Regions from separate parts of the Mus musculus genome. Here region 1 is linked to region 2. A link is a contact called in public promoter capture Hi-C data. All regions are on one chromosome and are shown on one strand. Each heading gives the region's core, a stretch centred on a gene start, on an enhancer-like site or on the middle of the called end of the contact. The rest is flanking DNA. Distances are from core to core; before and after follow the strand shown. Region 1 holds the start of Prcp (prolylcarboxypeptidase (angiotensinase C)). Region 2 overlaps Dlg2 (discs large MAGUK scaffold protein 2).

Region 1 (7,119 bases), core at 1,220-3,719, 430 kb before region 2:
TGGAGGTGTGGCCTTGTTCAAGAAAGTGTGGCAGTGGAGGTGGGCTTTGAGGTTATATATGCTCCAACTACTTATAGTCTCCTGCTGCCTGTTGATCAAGATGTAGAACTCTTGGCTCCTCCAGCACCATGTCTGCCTGCAGGCTGTCATACTTCCTGCCATGATGATAATGGACTAAACCTCTGAAACTGTAAGCCAGCCCCAATGAAATGTTTGCCTTTAGCAGAGTTTCTGTAAGCTGAGGGTGGTGGCACACACCTTTAATAAATAAATAAATAAACCCCTAAATAAACTCTATTCTATACAAAAAAAAAAAAAAAAAAAAAAAGAAAGAAAGAAAGAAAGAAAGAAAGAAAGAAAGAAAAAGAAAATTGGCCGGGAGGGAAATGCACCTGTCATGCAAACCTAAGAACCCGAGTTCAGACCTTAGCACCCACACGAAAAGTCAGTCATGGCTCCACACTTGCCTGTAACCCCACACTTGCCATGGGTGAAGGCCAGGCTTCCAGGTTCAATAAGAACATTCTCCAGTCTCTCATTCAAGGGAATAAGGCAGAGAGTGATAGCACAGGGCACCTCACATCCTCCTGTCCTTCATATGTGCACTGGTGAGTAACACACACACACACACACACACACACACACACACACACACACACACGGCGGGGGGGGGGGGGAGGAGAGAGGAAAATAAATTAGCATCATTCCACCCTTTACCCCTGCATTCTCTGGAAGCAGTATTCCCAGGGAGATTTTTAGAGACCGTATGTACTAAAGCTTCCCCCTCTAACTTTACTGCTAATAACTGGATGCTATGAAGAATTATATGTGTGTAAAAGAGGTTTCAGTACAAGGATTAAGAGTCGTTCCATAGGAAAAAGCCATGAGTTCGGCTTTGTTTTACAGTGTGGGCGGAGAGCAGAGCTACAGAAAAGAGGAAGTCCTAGAGTTCTTAACACAGCCTTCACTTCAGCTAGACAGCCATAGCTCGCTCCACAGAAAGGTTTTCCTAGGGAAAGCATAAAACTCCATGGTCCTGCCTCCAACTTCTCAACTTACAAATAAGCCGCTGTAGAAATTAAAGGGGCCGTTCCAGAAAGACTTCTGCTACCTCAGCTAAATTAAAATGTTTGCTTGCTTTCTTCCTTTCTTTTCTTTTCGTTTTTCTTTTTTTTTTGAAACCCAAACTTAAATTTCTAGGTCTTTTTTTTTTTTTTTTTACTTCAAAACTAAATTGTTCTACAACCCCATGTCTTCCCTCTTTCCCAAATTCCTACCTAGTCAAACGTCCCATCAATAAGCATGCCTCCATCGGTAACCTTCTATTCAGGGCAGCTACTCTGCTAGGGCTTATGGTTCTTAGCTGCTTCAGTTAGTCATCACTGCAACCTTCTGCAGTAAGCCAAGAAACTTGGCTCAGAAACTAACTGTAACTTGTCCAAGATCACAGAGTGAGGCCAGAATCCTGATGTGACTTCTAAAGCCAAGATCAGACGACTGTACTCTTTCTAATCCCAGTGCCTTGTGCATTCAGGCCTCAGAGACTCCTAGAACTATAGAATTATATAGCCTTGTCATTTCAGAGGACACAGGTACTTTTCATTCAGACCTATAGGGTAATGACCTATGGTCTCATGCTGCCACCAAATACAAAGGCATTGGAGAAGCCTGTCTTAAAACTGTGAACTCAAGTTCAAGACCAGAGAGACCTGATCCTTGCACTCACTTCAGATGGGGATACAGACCTTTTAGCCTCTAAAGGTAACATTTCAGCTGAGAGAAGCAGTTTAGTGAAGCGATACATTCTTATGTAATGGGTACATCTGAATTTGTGTTGAGAGACCTAAAGGTGAAGGTTAGCCTCCATACCTAAGAATTTGAGGTGAGAGGTATGGGGTCAAAGGTTAGTCTCCATAATCTGGTTTTGGCCAAGGTAAACAAAGAGTTTAGATTGAGGCATTTCCTAAAATGAAGAGTTAAAAATATGTATCCTGGACCTCCAGAACTGGAGGGATAAATTTCTCATGGTCTCTGTTGGGAAACACTCGAATAATTAAGGCTTAAGACCACCCTCCAGAAAATGTGAACTAAAACCAAGTCAAGTCCTAAGTATCAGAGTCTGAATTTTGGAGTGGGCGGCGGTGCTCCAACAGCCAAGCAAGGTATGGGCGGGCGGTTGGGACGTGGGACCTAGAACCCTTACTCCCCAGCCTCTGCTTACCTTCTGTTCGAAGTAAAGAACTGAGTATTTACGGGCTACAGCAGGGTCGGGTGTGGGACTGGCTGACAAATGCGGGCTGCCGAGGGTCTTTAGCCTAGGCGGGATGGTTGTGGCGGCCCCGAGTAATAGGAAAGACAGGAGCAGGAGAGCCCGGCAGCCCATGGCTGGGGATGGCAGCCACAGTGTGGGCGACTAAAGAAAGAGAGCCACCAGCAGAAGCGCAAAGACTAAGCCGGGCCCAGCTCGTAGCTCCGCCCGCTGCAGACCAGCTCCTCCCCCGGGAAACCTAAAACCAGGCAGCTCCTGGCCCCAAAGGCGTTGCCTCCACACTTGCCACTCGCCATCCTCCTTCTCCCCGCCCACCTCCACTGAGGTCACACTCTACGTCGGCCTTTACTACGCAGGGTTTTGCCCCATCCTTATCTATGGCTCCCCAAGCCCTATCGCTACCCTAGGTTATGCCATATCCCCGCCTTTATTGCCACCATCACACTGTCCCCGCAACCTCAGTCCCACGTAACACCCCAGCTCTCCGCAAATCCCTTATAATGGCACGGGGCGGGAGGAGGAGGGAGGGAGAGTGAGTCTATTGTCACCAGGCATGACGGCACACACGTGACCCACACTCAACCAGAACAGCAACCTTCCAGACGGAGTTGGACTCTCCCCTCTACTTAGGTGAGGAAACAAGTACAGGGACTCGATGCTGGGCCCCTCAAGTAGCAGGAAATGGAGCGAGGTTCACAGATCGCTCTGCCCCCTTCCTTGTAGGCCGTTCGGGCTCTTCGCCTCTGTTGTTCCCGCCTAAGCAGCCCCACCGGTGTTCAGTTCTCGGGTCACCCCCATCGTCCGCATTGCCCGCACGACCCGTCCCTCCTGTGGCCGCTGGGTGTTGCGCGCAGACTAAGCCTTCTCTAAGCCTCGGTAATCCATCCATGCTCCGCGATGGCGACTCCCTCTACAACAGCGCCCCCTCCTGTCCAGCCCGCGGCGCCAACTTTCATCCGCTCCCACGCCCTCGGCGTCCGTCTGAAGCCACTCCTTCCCACGCCTCGAGCCTTCCCGGCTTCCCTCGCACTTCGCCGAGAGAACTACCGCTCCACCAGTCGATGAAGAACGACCCTCGAAACCCACAGCTACCCCTAGCTTTACAAGAAGGGTCGCTTGCCCGGGGGTGGGTGGTGGGGTGGGGACACGCCCTGCAGGGCGTTTTCTGATTGGCTCTCCTGAAAGTCCGTCAAGACGGTCCTTCCGGCGGAAGAGGACGCGGGAGATTCGATTGCTGGCGTTTGGAGAGCGGCGGACCGAGCGGCCGGAGGGCGGAGCGGTTGCCCGGGCTTGTCTGTGTCCTTTGCCTCAGGTGAGACGCTGAAAAAAGGAGTTCTTGGGGGGCTCTAGGTGGAGAGACTCCTGACGAGGCGCTGTAACCTTGCACTCCGTATGGATTGATTTCAGGACTTCTGGCCGTAAACGCCGGCTACGAGGTTAAACGGGAAAGTCAATACTTTTCATGTTCCTTGGCGAAGGTTTATCAGCACTTTACTGTTGCTGCGGATCCCCAAAAACCCAGAAAGGAAAGGGCTCGACTTTCAACGGGGGCATAAAACTATGTCAGCAGGTTACTGTGCTAGGTGCTGGCAAAGATGGTTTGTTTTATTTTTTTCAGATGACTTTGACTGCCCAGAGAAAGTATTTTACTGAGTAATGTACGCAGTCCAGAAATTGAAAGGTTTCTATTTTCCCTGCTCTCACGAACCCACACCTGAGATCCAAATCCAACTCCCCACTGAACACTGCCACTACCATAATCTAACCTGTGACAGCTGCATGCAGTGACAGTAGTAGCCTCCAAGACCAGGCAGATGGGTGAAAAATTCTTTACCTAGATACTCACCACTTGTTTTAGAAGCTTCTGTTTGTCCCGATATTTTTAAGTTCAAAATCTGTAACTTAGGTTAAAAGCTCTTTGGCCTTGCTTGCCTCTCTAACTTCAGTTCTAGACCCTGTCATACCCCCCACACACACACACACACACACACACATATACCCTCTCAGTGTGGGAGGTGAAACCCAGGATATCACACACACACTCTGTTCATGACATACTGAATTATCCCGAACCCCAGATTACCTTGTGTGTTCCTCAAAAGCACCACCCTCTCAACCTCCCAAACTTCTTTTTATCCCACCACACCTAAGGCATGTTCTGACTCGTTAGTAATTGCTTAGTTTGTAAAGCCGTTCTGGTTTGTTTTGCTTTATGTTTTATGTGTGTGAGTTAAGATAACAGGATTTTTTTTTGTTGTTTTTTTGTTTTGTTTGTTTTGGTTTTTTGTTGTTGTTGTTGTTGTTGTTGTTTTTTGAGACAGGGTTTTTCTGTATAGCCCTGGCTCTCTTGGAACTCACTTTGTAGACCAGGCTGGCCTCGAACTCAGAAATCTGCCTGCCTCTGCCTCCTGAGTTCTGGGATTAAAGGTGAGTGCCACCACACCCGGCTCCAAGATAACAGGATTCTATACCCAAAACTGACCTTGAACTCCCTCTATCATCCTCTATTTCCCAATTGCTAGATTTATAGGTATGTCAAGGCTGGCTTCTTGACCTTGCAAAAAATGGGATCACTGAGCACTCTGTCATTTTTTTATTCGCTCCTCAGATAAAATTTTAAGTGCCTCCATTATGCCAAGAAGGGCCAGGTTTTGGATGACTTCAACTAACAATAGAGACTGCTGTCCTAGGGTAAGTACCCCACCCCCACCCCCTTTTTTTTGGATAGGATTAAACCGAATAGCAAAGTTGAGTATGGAGACCTGTATGAATAAGCTTAGCACTCGGGAGGCCAAGTCATGAGAATCTCTAGTTTGAAGCCAGCCTGAGATTCAAAGAGACCTAAGGGCAACAGAGGAAAATCTTACCTTTAAAAAGATGGGTCTAGAAATCGCCATGGATCAGGAAAGTGCCCTGTAAAGAGTTGATACTAAATTGGTGACTGTGACTTGGCTAGGAAAGGGAGGGAGGGGAGGGAGGAGTCCCAGTTATCTAGCCACCATGGGGTTGCTTTGGTGTGGTTTTTGAGACAGGGTCTCTTTATGTATCCTTGGCTGGCCTCAAACTCACAGAGATCATCCTGCCTCTGCCTCCTGAGTGTGGAATTAAAGGCTTAGACCACTATTTCCAGCTTTGTTTTTTTTTATTTTTGAGAAAGAACTGGAAGTTGGGTGCATAGGAAGATGGGGAGGGGGAAATATAAAATATATTGTATGAAATTCTAGAAGAATAAATATTAAAAAGGAGTAAGCTGGGCAGGAAGCAGAGGCAGGTGGATCTCTGAGTTCAAGACCATCCCATACAGTGAGTTCTAAGATAGTCAGAACTTTATATAGAAAGATGATATCTCAAAAAAGGGAGGGGATGGGGGGATAAAAATGTTGGATATGACATGGCGTGTGGAGGGAGAGTTTTAGGTATCTGGCCATATGGCTAGTTAGAAATAGTATGACTTACTAAAATTGAGAGGATTTTGTGACAAGAAGGACTTAACAGGATTCAATTTTTGTTACTTATTAAACTTTGAATTTGTGAGACTTCTAAATACAGTTGACTCTCCTGTAAGAAGTGACATTATGGAAGTCTTTGCATTGTTTCATAGATACACATTGATGACTAGAACACGTTATCAGCCTGAACCACAACTAACTTCCTGGCTTGTCTGTTATTGTTTTACCTCAAATGCTCCCTTCTCCATGTCTGTCAGAAATACCCCAGAAATGATACCAAACATGGAAAAGCTGTTGTGTGTGCCAACGCTTTCCTAGTTAACGTTTCAACAGGAGTGTTCTACAATATTTCCCCTCTGCTGTCAATGTTGTTTCTGCCTTTCGTGCATATCCCCCAGCAGCCTGAGAGCTCTTTCTTAGGGACCTCCATCAGGTAGCCCTGATCCTTGACTATGCCTCAAGAAAAGACTGAGCAAAGTTGATTACTAAGTATTTAGATAGAGTCATCTAGGAAAAGGAAAGAACTACAATTCCAAGACATGGTGTGGGCTTCGTGAGATGTTGAGATCTGTTTACAGCGTCTTGCTCTGCATGACCCTGTGGCTGATTTACATTAGCCCAAGGAAGTAATTTATGAGGCTTTTGTAATTCCAACTGTAAGGTGGTCTTATGAGGTGCACTGCTTAGATTTGGGGGTGTAAAAAAGGTGCAATCGTGATAAAACTCTAAAATCCTAGCTCGAAGTAAGTCTGTAGAACATATATTTACATAGTCAACTTAGGTTTATCAGTTGCTTTGGAGTTTCTGAACTCAGTAAAAAAGGCAAACTAGATCCCAAGGTGAGGGGCTTCTTCACCTTCTCATGTCCCCACAGTTTTTCCTTTCTTTCCTGCCTCAATGCCCTCAATGACAGAGAGAAGATGATGCTCTACTTATTCATTGATTGACCCTATAGCCCATCACTAAGTACCTTTCTGTTTACAGTTACGTCAGCTCTTATACTAGAACATAAATCTAGTGACTAGGACAGAACTGTGTCTTCCTGTCATTGACTCATATACAGCGACAGTTGCCATTTAGCAGCTCTGTAATATATTACAGTATGTAGATATATTGAGCTTATCAAGTTGGAACACGTTTTGTTGGCCAATAATACTATACCATCATCCTTCCCAACAAAACAAAAAGAATCAAAAATTACAAGGCAGGCCAAATGTGAAGTTGTTCTCAGGTCTATAATGTTTTCCCAATTTTAGTACTTACTCAGATCTGGTACTTTTAGCTGTCAAACACACAATCACTCCATTCCATGTGTGTATGTATCTGAGTGTGTGTATATGTGTGTGTGTATATATATATGTGTGAGTGTGTGTGTGTATATATGTGTGTGTGTGTGTGTGT
Region 2 (6,270 bases), core at 894-3,393:
ATTTATACTGTGAATACCTGATAGGGAACATAAATAAGAGGGGCTATAAATCACCAAGCTGTAAATGACTAAGCTACTTGGCTCTCTGAAGATTTGCACACCTTTTGTCGCTTCCTTCAGTAAATGCTCTTGTGGAGCTGGGTTTCCTAAACACATCAGCACTATCCCTAGGCCCTCAGAGCTTCAAGACAAATTATTATTGAAGTAGAGTTGACATTATTATGTTTCAAAAACAATCTTCACATCACACTATGGTAATCTACCCATAAGTGCAAACTATGAGTCAAGTAGTTGTTATTTTTTACTTAATTTTCCCACCTGGGAACTCAACTTGGGTCCTCTAGTGCAGCAAGTGTTCTTAACTGCTGAGTTATCTCTCCAGCCCTTAGATTTTTTTTCCCACCCGAATGCTCTTTTAAAATCACTCACATTCCTAAGAGAAACCTTAATATTAACTCTAGTAAAAGTAATTACACAGTGCTATGCTCATGGTGACTTTGGTAGTCAAGGTAACTGCAACAATCTCCTTCTCATTTCATGCCAGTGGTTCATGAGGGAAGTTGTTGTATTGAATGTTATTTTGGAGGACGCTGGGATCAAACGCTGAGCCTTATGAAAGCAACTTTGCTAACTGTGCTACACCTCATACTTAGTATCTTGTTATCAATCATTAAGAATCTGCTGTGAATTAAATTCCCCCAAGACAGGTTTCTCTCTGTATTTAGTCAGTGTTTTGTCAGAGCAGAGAAGGAGACGGAACTCAGGACATCCACAAGAAATTCCCAAAATGTCTTGTTGCCAAAGACATTGTTTTTTTTTTTTTTTTTTAAATCAAAGCTATTATTAGTCTTGAGACAGTGTTAACTGAAGCATCTCCAAGTGGGTTTTGCTCACGATGCTGATTGAGGAGATAGGTCTGGAGGTCTTCAAGGCAGAGACTGCAGGATAGTAACTGTTGTAGACACTGCTCATTTTGAGCCTTAAAACATTCGTTTTTAAGTTTTCTGAAAATATCAGGGAGACAGTTTAATGAGGTAGCATGCTTAATAGCAGGAGATAACTCAGGGCATTTGCTGCTCATGGTTTAGGGCCAGTGGAGAACTGGAAATGAGCTAACTCAGAGAGGAGAGAATCCAGAGCTCTAAACCAAGTGGGTAAGGCAGATAAGAGTACAGGCAGCCTCACCTGGAAGGGTTTGGGGTCTAGCTTCATCAGGCATGGAGCCTATCCTAAGTACAGCATCAGGCAATTTATCGCCTTTTCTTGTAGTACCAGGACACCAAGGAAACTTACCTGTAAAATATTCTCCAAATTCTTGTTCTAGTTTAATCGCCCGGTCATAAGTTTTCTTGGCTTGTTCCTCTGTCAGACGCTTATTCATCTCCCTGAGAAAATGAGGGTTTGATATCAGGACACAAAGAGAGTATACCAAATTTCCACAATTTTACAATGACCCCTACAGGAGGCAGAGTTTAATCCTCGTAGCTGTTAAGGCTTCATCTTGGACCGACCCATTGGTGGAACCATTTCAGCCGCTGAGGGTTAGGTGCTAGGGTGCCCACTCGCCTGGAGGACAGGCTTCATGTGCAGCACAGGGCTGAGGCAAGGCAGAACCTGTCTCCTTGCCATCTGTGGCCTCTGTTTCCTTCCCTGCAGTCCCTAGAGCAGGATTATAAACTTCCTCTCCAGCAGGCCCTAGAGTATTTAAATGGAGTACTATGTGTCCCTTGAGGTTCCTCCTCATCAGAACAAACTGCCCTTCAACGACTTCTCTGTTGTATTTCTAAACTCAAACTTCCTTTGTTGGACATTTCCACATCTCCAAAATACACATAGGGCATGAATTGAAGACACTCTTCCAGAAGTGGTCAGAAGGAGGAAAGATGAACATATATCTGGGTTTGTTAGGTAGCACTATACTCAAGAGAACTAGCCTGGTTTCTTCTCAGGTTCCTCCTTTATAAAAGGATTAATATCTTGCTTTCATCCCTCTTAGGGTTTATTGTTCACCCCCCATGCAAGTCTGGTAAGCAGAAACCCACAGAGCTTCCTGAGGATTATGCAGAGTGGAGCAGATCCCAGAGGAGTTATGTAGCTCTAACTACTCAACTTGTACAAACACTGAGTCATGCCCATAGTGACAAGAACTCTAGACTTCCTGTTCTTGTGACCAAATGACAGCACAAGTGTCTGCTGAGGGACTGGTATACACTGGATACAGAGTCACCAAAAGTGCTGGGACCACAGTATTTCCAAATAGGACTATAACTGAGTTACTTAATCAAATGGTGAACTAGGATAGAGGAGCTTGGTCTAGAAGGATCTCTAATGTAGGGTGAAGGGTACAGTCAGATAGAAGGAATAGCCTCTAATCTTTAATACTATTCTAGGGTCAATGTGGTTGACAGAAAATAGTTGACTATTTTAAGTGGTTAATAGGGATTTAGTGTGATCTCAAGAATGATTCAAAGTAAAGAATGTTCAAGGATTCTGATCTGTCCATTACATTTTGTATTTATGAATCAAAATATTATACCATATCCCATCAACTCATAGAATTACCACTTGTAAATTAAAATGTATTTAAAAGGTAAAAACAAAAAAAAGAAACCATGATGGCTGCTTGATTTTTTGTTCAGGTAGGAAAATGGATTATAAAGGAGTTACGGCTATGACTGTCTTTTCTATTAACCTGGTTTATCATTAACTATATAGAAGAATGTTGTTTGATCTTCTGGTAACTAAAGTGCAATGTAATCTAGTCTCAAGGACAAGAAGGTGGGAAGGAAAATGGATATTTTTCTAATTCTCTCTAAAATCAATTTATTGATTCCTAACCCCATATTGGTATTATCTTCCCAGAGCCTCTAGCACTGAAAGTAGAGGTCCAATCAAATGAAAAGACATTTTTATTGGCTGGGTAGGTACATTTCTGAAAGTATTGGGGCCTTGTATGTCACTTGAACACCAGAGATCCAGGTTTGGAATCCCTAGGCTTAGTCATTCCCTTTCCCAGTGCAAGTTATGGGGGCTTGAAGTGGAGAAGTGGCTTCCTTAAGGTTGTCTATAAAGTAATCAGGAGTTCTACAGTAAAAAATTGAGCCCCTTTCTAAACCACAGTCAACCATGCCATATTATACCAAAGCTTGGTACCTTCTGAAACATGGTTATGTGAAGAAAGAAGTTGGACATGGGTTTCGATGTTACTGAGAACTGAAGTACAAAGTAAGATTTCACTAACCTTTGTTGTTATAAGTATTCTCATTACATTTTACAGAGTTCATACCTAAGCTTTAGGTTCTTTGAGGGAGAAGCCTATGGCTTGTTTATTACCATATGACATGAGCTTGATTCAATAACTGTCAAATGAGTGAGTGGAGGACTAAGTGGTGAATGAGGGAAATAAATATGGTTATGTCATAGATGCCAGTAGAGGAACACACAATGCATCATGGGTTCAAAGCCACAAAAGACCATTAATGGGGATAGGGTACTCAGACACAGGAAAACTTCCCATTGCTATGGGGTAGGTACAGAAGTTCAGGAGGCAGCATATTATGAAACTATCTCTTTCACATACGCCCTTGAATTTGTGTTCCTCTTCAGAGGCAGCTGTGTGCTTGCTCTCTGTGGATGATGAACAGGAGAGGTAATGTGTGTGATGGTGTGTCACTGTCTTGCTGTGACAGCTGCTATGCTCTGGTTCCAGCTGACCGAGCTTTGCTCCTTCCTGGGGAATGGGCAATTCAAGAGAGCATTGCTCCTGAAGTAAAAGCCCCAGGAAAGAGTGAGCCACAAACAGCCTTTAGTAATGAGATTGCACCAGGCTGAGTGTCAGCATCACTGCAGTGGAGATCCATGGGTATGGCTACAGCAAATTATGCCAAGGACACTGTCCTCATTGTGGCATCCAGCCTTTGGCATGCTTAGTTTTCCTTGGTGATAAGTGTCTGTGACAGGGCCCTAAGGCAGAACTGCATGAATCATCTGGTAGTTATGGAAGGAAGTAGATCTTCCATTGAGCACCAGATGGGCTGTCTCCCAGCGTCACACTGGACCAAATGTGCCACTGCTTTTGGTCCCTCAGGCTTTCCTTCCCTAGGAAGTCATCCCTCTCTTGTGTGTTTATGATGTGGATTAATTTCTATTTCTGAAATGAGCTTTTATGATGCTGTTCCCAAGAGGAGAGTGCCACTTTTCTTCTCATAAGATTAACATTGCATGGCTTTGTGTAGCGGTTTACAGATTATAAATCACGTTTATATAATGACATTGTGGTCACTTAACTAACTTTATGAAACACCGCCCACAGAAAAAGTTTAACTCGTGCCGTTAGAACACCATTTTATCATCAATACACATTTCCTATGTGGTAATTGGGGTTAATGTTCTTTATGTTTATTTACTTCCTAGTTTTATTTTTCTGTTTTGTCAAAAACCCTTGTCTACCTTTACTTCTGGGGATGTACTCTGTTTTTAGGATACAACTCTGATGATTTCCCCAGAGGTCAACTATGTGTTTGAAGTTTATCCTCCCAGCTGCCAGTCCAACTACTGTGGTTCAATTTGCAGCTTCGTCCTCAGAGGAGACCAAACAGGTAGCTGATATCCTCAGAAAACAATGGCTTCCATCTCTGGGAATAAGTACCTTCTATTTTTACCATCTTTCCATAAGCATTGTTTTCCAGCGTGCTGTGTATGGTTCAGCCCAACAACATTCTCCCAAGGCTTGGTTTGCCTCTCCTGGAGGCAGTGCTGAAGCCAGGCTCTTGTAACAGAGGCCTTGACCTCATCTCTGGCTTTCTCCAGGAAGCTGCTTATGTGTTTTATGAGGATAACACATTGAATTAGTGGTTCATAAAAAGTAACCCTGTATATTTTGCAATAATAATAATATTTCCTGAGTACTTACTATGTACTAAGGACTAAATGAGCCTCTGTGACATTGTTCAACCTTGTGGAGCTCAAGCAACTCGGGCTAAGATTATATGAAGGATCATTGGTTAAAAGAAAAGTTGGCCTTATTGTCCACTTTTCATGTCTCTGCTTGCTGCCTCTTTGCTCTGCTACCGTTCCCTACAGTAGCCTCACTGCTGTGTGGGAACTGTCAGATCATGGATATCCGCCTAATTTGCTGACTGGTTTGGAAGAGAAGTATTTTACTAGACCTTTGAAAATGCTTTGAAACAACATCAGAACCATGTTGTTCCCACGCTTACGTATTTATATAGATGTGGAGTGATGAATTAAGGATATAGTCATGTCCCTAGGGAAGGCTCTGTGAAGAACCAGTGTCTGCATGTCTTAAGGCAGAGTCAGAATTTTATTAAAGGCAATGTGGAATGTCAATGGAAAATTCTGAAACACTCTTTGTATTCTTTATAAAAAACAAAATAACTCATTTCAAGATTTACCTGTGAAACTGTTCTCAAAGTTAAGAAACAATACAAAGATGATAGTCTTCTGTGATTGATAAAAACTAAAATGGAAACTAAAATAACTGCCCAATCCCTCCATAAACCTCTTAGACCAAATGAAGCTGCTAACAAATAGAAAATGTGAAGGTGAAAACAATTTGTAAAGTAGTGAAGAGTTATTGACTCAAAAAGCTTAATATATATTCAATTAAGTATATATCTGATAATATAAAATATATAAATAATATTTATAAATAAGATGTATAACATATTTATAACAAAATTATATAGTAAATATATTTAACAATATAAAATAATATAAGCATACAATAATATAATACAAAATAATACTTTATAAATCTATTATCTATATGTTAAAAAAGGGAAATGCTTAATGATCGCACTGGCATTCCTATCTGAAAGCCTTTATGACAAACTGCTGTTGCTTGCTGTGTGTTCAGAGCAGGGTTCTAGATGGGGATTTATTCTCTACTTACATCAGAGGTTCCAGAGACTTGGGCTTTATGAAGATGGCAATGGGATAGAGCTGGGCGACTTGTAACCGCTTAATAGCATTTCCTGATACATCAAGTATACAGTGCTTGCCCTGGCAGAAAAATAGGAAATATACCAGGTTAAAAATATCAAGAAAAATGGCCAGTGTCCAATGAAATAAAATAAAGCATGTTTTAGACACAGGTATGAAGCATTAGGTTTCTAAAGACTGGGAAAAAAATCCCACTTGGAAGAATAATTTGAAGTATAAGGTAGGTATTACCGACTGTGTTTTACAGGAGAAAAGACTAAACCTTAGTGACTATTGACCAATGACCCCAAATTCCCTAGTAGGAAG

Evidence for each region. Promoter capture Hi-C pulls out the DNA fragments that hold promoters and counts their contacts.
Region 1: a contact with region 2 is called in a promoter capture Hi-C map of hematopoietic stem and progenitor cells. The contact joins the promoter of Prcp here to the enhancer-like site in region 2. A contact is called at or near these places in 7 of 39 promoter capture datasets (the C10 cell line, the HPC-7 cell line, hematopoietic stem and progenitor cells and 3 more), 1 of 484 Hi-C or Micro-C datasets (olfactory sensory neurons), 1 of 115 datasets of contacts at active chromatin or transcription factors (embryonic stem cells) and 1 of 9 other capture datasets (liver).

The regions. Positions count from the first base shown.
Region 1 is chr7:92,870,603-92,877,721 of GRCm38.p6, reverse strand. It overlaps Prcp (prolylcarboxypeptidase (angiotensinase C)), which reads right to left and starts at 2,469. Exons shown (of 9, transcript NM_028243.3): 1 at 2,222-2,469. The coding sequence starts at 2,383. Ddias (DNA damage-induced apoptosis suppressor) reads left to right here and starts at 3,475. Exons shown (of 6, transcript NM_001355126.1): 1 at 3,475-3,581; 2 at 4,878-4,960. Gm40448 (a long non-coding RNA gene) reads right to left here and starts at 334. Exons shown (of 2, transcript XR_869796.3): 1 at 1-334.
Region 2 is chr7:92,437,719-92,443,988 of GRCm38.p6, reverse strand. It overlaps Dlg2 (discs large MAGUK scaffold protein 2), which reads right to left. Exons shown (of 23, transcript NM_011807.3): 21 at 5,915-6,024; 22 at 1,294-1,385. Among named protein-coding and RNA genes, the nearest start is that of Ccdc90b, 120 kb to the left of the region's middle. Within about 2 kb of position 2,143, at least 65 of the 459 cell types and tissues checked have an H3K27ac peak or open chromatin away from gene starts, as enhancers often do. A contact at or near this core is called in hematopoietic stem and progenitor cells, olfactory sensory neurons and pre-B cells, where this site is marked.